Regions from separate parts of the Mus musculus genome. Here region 2 is linked to region 1. Evidence: chromatin contacts called from public Hi-C data. All regions are on one chromosome and are shown on one strand. Each heading gives the region's core, a stretch centred on a gene start, on an enhancer-like site or on the middle of the called end of the contact. The rest is flanking DNA. Distances are from core to core; before and after follow the strand shown.

Region 1 (3,174 bases), core at 408-2,907:
CTAAAAGAAAAAAAAATCTGGTCTTTCAATTTATTTCTCCAAGATCTGTTCATGTTTGAGCATGTCTTGTCCTTAATTGCCCGGGGATTTGTAGATAGCTTTGTCTTCGATGCTCTGAAACAAGTTGCAATATAAGTAATTAAGGCGCTGGAGTCACAGAAATCTACAAATTGCTGTTTGGCTTCCATGTGTGACATTTAACTAATTGCCCATTGTTATGAAAACCTTTAACTTCATGGATGTCATGATCTTTTGTTGTTGTTGTTGAGTAGATGTTGCTAAACTGTCTGTTAAACTAGTGTAGTGAGATGGTGGCCATCAGAACCCTCACCGCTTTGGAATGCTGTTTTCTACTCTAGTCGGTCGTGTGAATTTTAATTTGAGACTGTTGAGATGATCAACTATCTCCTGGAAAACTGACAGATGCACTTGGCTTCCTGCAATGGTGTAGGATGAAGTGAACCCTGAGCTGTGGGGAGGAGGGGAGCCGGACAGTAGATGTCCCCTGCCTGATGTTCTTCCCTTCCACCTCTGGCCTGGGAACATCCTTAATAAAGTTAGCCATTACACTTCACACTTGTACAGCATGTCTGACTCCTGACAAAATATAAGGGATGAAACGATGCTTAGTATCGTCAGCATCACAACCAGGAGATGTTACGTGTTAATTAGAGATTTCTTTGGCCTTTAAATATTGGTGTGTTTCTAAAGCACTCTCTTGAACTCGAGTATTCAAGATATATTATCTGCCATTCTGGTGAATGCTGTCATAGTGTATAATTCTGCATTTGGCAGGAAGAAAATGACTTCTGTGACTGCTTAAAACACACTCAAAGATGGACCATCAGAATTGGTTCTTAAGTTCACAGCAGACGCTGGGAACTCTGTGTCTGCTATTTATTTTTCTCTTGTGCTTATTTCCCTTGAAATTTTGTTTGAGCCTCTCTCCACCTGTGGTTTAGTGCCTGCTGTAATAACAACACCCTGAAAAGCAAACCTACCCCGAGTAAATAGCAATGGTTCTTTTAACCCTCTCAAAAAGAAGAATCCTGTGCCCCCTAAGACATTTTCTTCTTCCCGAGACCTTTAAGATGACCTTAATCTGCAGACATAATCTGGCATCATCACGGCCAGTAATCGAGATGTCAATATTAGAGAGGAGCTCGTTCCAACAGTTTGCATCCTGGATTGATCACTAGTTGGACAATTTCGTTCCTAGAGTGCTGCCAGTTCAGGGTAAGAAAGATGCTCTTGATAGATCCTCCAAGAGATAGTGGTCTTTGTTTTTGTTTTCCAATAGAGACGTGAGATAGAGATTTAAATCTTAAGCAGACTTCATTTTAAAAGACATGTCTTCAAGGCAGTAGGAAACTGTAATATTTTGTACTCATACAAATGGAGCTCGTTTACGTCCGTTTTGCCTGGGGTGCTAAACCAGCAGAGCGTGTCTGCAGACAGCCTAGTATTTTTATCAATGGAATCATGAAGTTTTGGTGGAAGGATCTATAGGAGAAGAGAGATTATTGTTCCTATTGAGCCTCTTCAGCCATCTGCTGTAGAACTCTCTGTTTGCCACTGACTTGTATACAAAGCATTCATCTTTACTGGAAAGCTAATTTTTTGCACCACTAGGTGGCAGTGGAGTTACATACTTATGATTATTCATGCGCCTTTGAAGACTAGTGGTGGCTGTGTTAGGATTCTAAGTACTCTAGGTTTCCTCGTATTCATGTGTTCTTTATTCAAAGGACAAGCCTATTTGTACTTGAATGTCATACTCTGCACGTCGGGTTTTATGAAGCACCCATTTCTGTTTGCTTTCATTTTCAAAGAACATGCTTGAATAAATTTTCAACAAAATACTCCAAGTACCTTGTAGTTCTTCAACTAATTATTTTTATTTAGAATGACCAGTATGCAAATATTTGACGAGAACATGGGGGAAAAAAAGCAAAGCTTGGGATGTTATTGCTTTAAAATTCATTCTTAGTTCATAATAATCTTCACTCTGTCTCTGGAATTTTCAAGAGGAAAACATGATTTTAAATGGTCACATATAATTCAAACATTTGAGCTTCCTCAAGGACAGCTCTATGTGAATTATCTAATGGAGTTTTTCAGAATATTGTCTGCATTGAGACTTCCCAGATCTAATGGTGCTTGTAAGAACATATTGCCTACGCTTACATTTTTAGCGTGGTTCTGAAAATAATGGAGATTTTCATAGAGTTTCATCTAAAACCAGCTTAAGGATAGGGTATCGTCTTGGATTCCACAAGAACATCGTGGCATCCCCCTTTCATATATTTTTGTCATATTTCCTTGTTTCAGACCCTATTTATTTATCATTTTTTAGACACACAGCAAATAAAATCAGTAACCGAGAATTTAAAAAGTATTCAATATAACTATTGACTGCATCTCATCAGCCTCCCCCGTGCTAACATACAGTGAAAGCAGTCCCGAGTAGATATGCAGCGTCTGTCTGAACTTGATTTGTGTGTTGTTCTTGCGTCGTTTGTCTGGGCAGCTGGTCAAGAGCACTCCGGGGTAGATTCCTTGCTCCCTTCTGTGTGTCCCAGTAGGATGGAGTATTGGAAAATCTGCTGCCTGCCCTAGTTCCTCACATACCTGATCACAGACAGGTCCTTCTTTGTGCTCTCTTCTAATTCACAGATAAGCAAAACTTAACAGAAAGACAGTGAGAGAAATCTAGAATGGCATTCCTCGGCACTGGCTAGACTCTCAGCATCCCAGGAAAACACATGGGTCAACCCAGCAAAGCAAGCATTCACCCTGGGAAAACTCAGTTTTTTCTTTGTTTCTTCAGTCTCCGTTTACCAGATTTTACACTTTGGGTGATTTTATTTCTCGCCTCTTCTAGTTTTTTTGTTGTTGTTGTTGTTTTCTTTTCCTTAATTTATTTTCTTAGGCAGGGAGTGGCGATGAGGGAGAAAAAAGCAGCCTCCTATGGTCTCCATAGAAAAGAACTTGTTTGATTTTCTTTGGCTTCCTCCTTGCTGACACTGCCCCCTGGTGGCCGAAAATAAAGACCTCAGACATATTCTGAAATTGACATGCTGTTATTTTAATTGTGACATATTTTAACCCCTCTTACCTATTAACGGTTTAGATGGGCTTCGTCTAAGTATTCCTTATATTTCTCTAATCAGT
Region 2 (2,857 bases), core at 293-2,792, 620 kb before region 1:
GAAGAGGTATGGAATGTGGAACAGTTGGAAGATGGACCGGGAGAGGAATAAAATCTGGAGTGTAAAAAGAATAAAGATTAAATAAAAAGAGGGAACATATATATATATATTGAATATTAAGCAAGTTGATGAAGTTATGCAGCTGTATACTCTTTTCCAAGAGTTTATTTTGGAGTTTCCTAAAATACCCTGTTAATATATTAAGGTATTCTCCAATATCTATGTGGTAATTAATAAATTCAGTAACCCTTAATGAATAAAATATATCCTTAATGTATTTGTAATGGTAGTTCACACATTTAAATGCATTTGAATTAGATTGTGAATACAGTTATAGACACAATGAAAGTGTCTATTGGGAGGCTCTTTTGAATGTCTTTTCTATATGTAGTCCATGCTAGTCCAGAACTTGTGAGCCTCTACCCTCTTCAGTGCTGAGGTTACAGGTGTGTACCACCAAACTCAGTGCTAATATCCATGGATAGTGTTCAATCACTTTTTCAAGATAACAAAACAATTACTTTTTATTTGTTTCCTAATTAACATCATTTTCAATGTCAAATTTGTTTTTGAGCTTATTATAGCATCATTGTGTGTAATTTAAGTCCCAGTAAACATCTGCCCCTTTGGATAAAGCTAAATAGAAGCACACTGAAACAAATGTTATGAAAGACCAAACTCACATAGGGAAAAAAAATACCATTCAGATGCAGTGCAGAAGATATGGATATGGGATTAGGATGAGCTCCAGAGAGGCGCTATATGTGTTTATATGAATCTGCATGTAAACTTCAAACTGCTAGTGTTAGAGAGCCCTCTAACATACTAGCATCTGTTTGTCTGTTGAAGGCATAGCACATGTATGCTCTTCCAATCTTTTGGGCTTAAAATAATATATGGTCCATGCTAATTTCGCGTAAAGAAATCACTGTGTCACGGGAAGACATGCTCTCCGAAGTGACTAACATTCGTGTTGTGTTCATCACTCAGGAGCAGTGATGTACTGCGTGGCTTTTCTTTGCTGATATCTGTGCCCAACCATGTACTAGAAAGGACTTAAATATCTGTGGCCCCTTCGCCCTGTTATCTGGTGTTTCCTAAGGCCTGGAAGTTCAGACGTTGTCACTATTCTTTGCAAATGATAACTGCACATTTTGAAAGTGAGCAATTGTAATCTGCAGAAAGAAGACGCACTATTTTCTGTCCCCCATGTCAGTCCTCACCTGTTCCTCAACTGACCTCTGGGGGGCTTACTTGGGATGTCAATGAGAATGTAAAGTGGAAAAATATACCAATTCCTTAAGGGGTATTTGTATATTAATAGGGAATTTCTTGGTAAATATTGAAAACGACAATGAGTAAATATCAAACCAGAAAATTTCATAAAGTTGGGAGAAATAATTGGGTATAATATAAAACAAATGAACACACCGGGACAATATATACATATAATAAAAGATCCTTGTAAGCACTCCAGTATTAAACGAGTGCTTTTACAAAAAGAGAATTCATAAAACATTGTTGGCGCTTCCGAGGGCAAAACGCTGAGGAAAGGAATCCTGCTTCCAAAGCCAGGAGGCAGAATTTGCATCGCATCCTTTGGGATGGTGCATAGTTTATCCGCTGCTTATTTATCATGATGCGGTCTAGATTTATTTCATTTTGATTCCTCCTCCCTCCTCTTTTGGGGATCCCTGGCAGAGATTTACGGTGGAAAAGCCGCTGGGCAGTGGAGTATTCCTGGCGAACGGCAGGATTTCCTTGAGCCCAAATGGGTTTCTTGGTGGAGAACAGCTATCAGATTGTGGAGGAATGGGGGAGGGCAGCTGGCTTTAAGGTCATCTCTTCTGCAGGTTTGGAAAAGGTTAGGCTGTGACTGAAAGACCATGGCACCTGCGGTCAATTGCCATTTAAGAGCTCAGTTTGGAGGCCAAAGATAGCCCCAAAGATATTGCACTCCGGATCAAATCTTGTGGGACCCTTTGGAATGGAATGTTGGAGTCCCAGGCTGAGCCCGGACGCTGAAGGGTTAGGCCATCCCAAGGATGGGTGCTGCACCTGAGAGTGGAAGGCACCTTTCCCGAGTAAGAGAAGAGACAGGCAAGGAAGTGTAGAAGCCTAACTACATACACTTGAACCACCATTTACAAAAAATGACCACACTCCTATTGCCTGAGGCTAAAAGCCCGCTGGGTAACAGGAGCAACCCGCTGGGGTCTGGGGACGCCCTGGAGGAGGATAGCAGCCCAGCCACTGGTGAATGAGCCCGGTCTCCTGCTCCTTGCTGGAGCCGGTGCATCTGCACTCACAGAGGCAGTAGCTGTTCAGGCGCATCCACCACCAGGGCTGAGAGTCTCTGCGCAGCGATCACCAGCTTCTCCCTTTTCGCCAGTGGAGCTCCATCAGGACTGTCCCGGGGAATCCGAAGAGAAGTCCCCTCACCTCCACTGACACTGGGCGCCTCCTCCACAGCAAGCAGAGCCCCCTGGGTGTCCTCTCCCTCCTGGTGCCCCGCCCTCCCAGGGCGCCTGGGTCCCCGCGCCTGCACAAGGGGGGAGGACCTGCCAGCAAGCCCTCATCGCCGCAGCTGGAGCGACAGCCACCGCTGGGCTCAGAGACACTTAGTGGGGAGGAGAGGGAGGGGGCGAAGGCAGGGCGGGAGATGCGGGGCGGGGGGATGGAGCCAAGAGGAGGAAATAAATAAATAAAACAATAACCTCCGCGCCAATAAGAGCGAGGGAGAGAGAAAGACGCGGCCAGAGAGCCACCGGTGCCAGTCCGCTCGCCTGTGACAGGCTCTCGGCGCGCGCGTGTGTGTGCGTGAGTGTGTATTCGCTGGGACTGGAGCTGGAAAGTT

Evidence for each region. A called contact is a pair of places that touch in the nucleus more often than the background predicts.
Region 2: a contact with region 1 is called in a Hi-C map of the N1E-115 cell line, with 5 times the contacts expected there. The contact joins the promoter of 1700019L22Rik here to the enhancer-like site in region 1. A contact is called at or near these places in 5 of 484 Hi-C or Micro-C datasets (the N1E-115 cell line, cerebellar granule neurons, gonadal supporting cells and 1 more) and 10 of 115 datasets of contacts at active chromatin or transcription factors (SST interneurons, astrocytes, craniofacial prominence and 7 more).

The regions. Positions count from the first base shown.
Region 1 is chr8:50,292,199-50,295,372 of GRCm38.p6, reverse strand. All of the region lies in intron 5 of 1700019L22Rik (a long non-coding RNA gene), which reads left to right. Among named protein-coding and RNA genes, the nearest start is that of Gm2516, 74 kb to the left of the region's middle. Within about 2 kb of position 1,657, at least 4 of the 459 cell types and tissues checked have an H3K27ac peak or open chromatin away from gene starts, as enhancers often do. A contact at or near this core is called in the N1E-115 cell line, where this site is marked.
Region 2 is chr8:50,916,118-50,918,974 of GRCm38.p6, reverse strand. It overlaps 1700019L22Rik (a long non-coding RNA gene), which reads left to right and starts at 1,542. Exons shown (of 7, transcript XR_003947392.1): 1 at 1,542-2,857.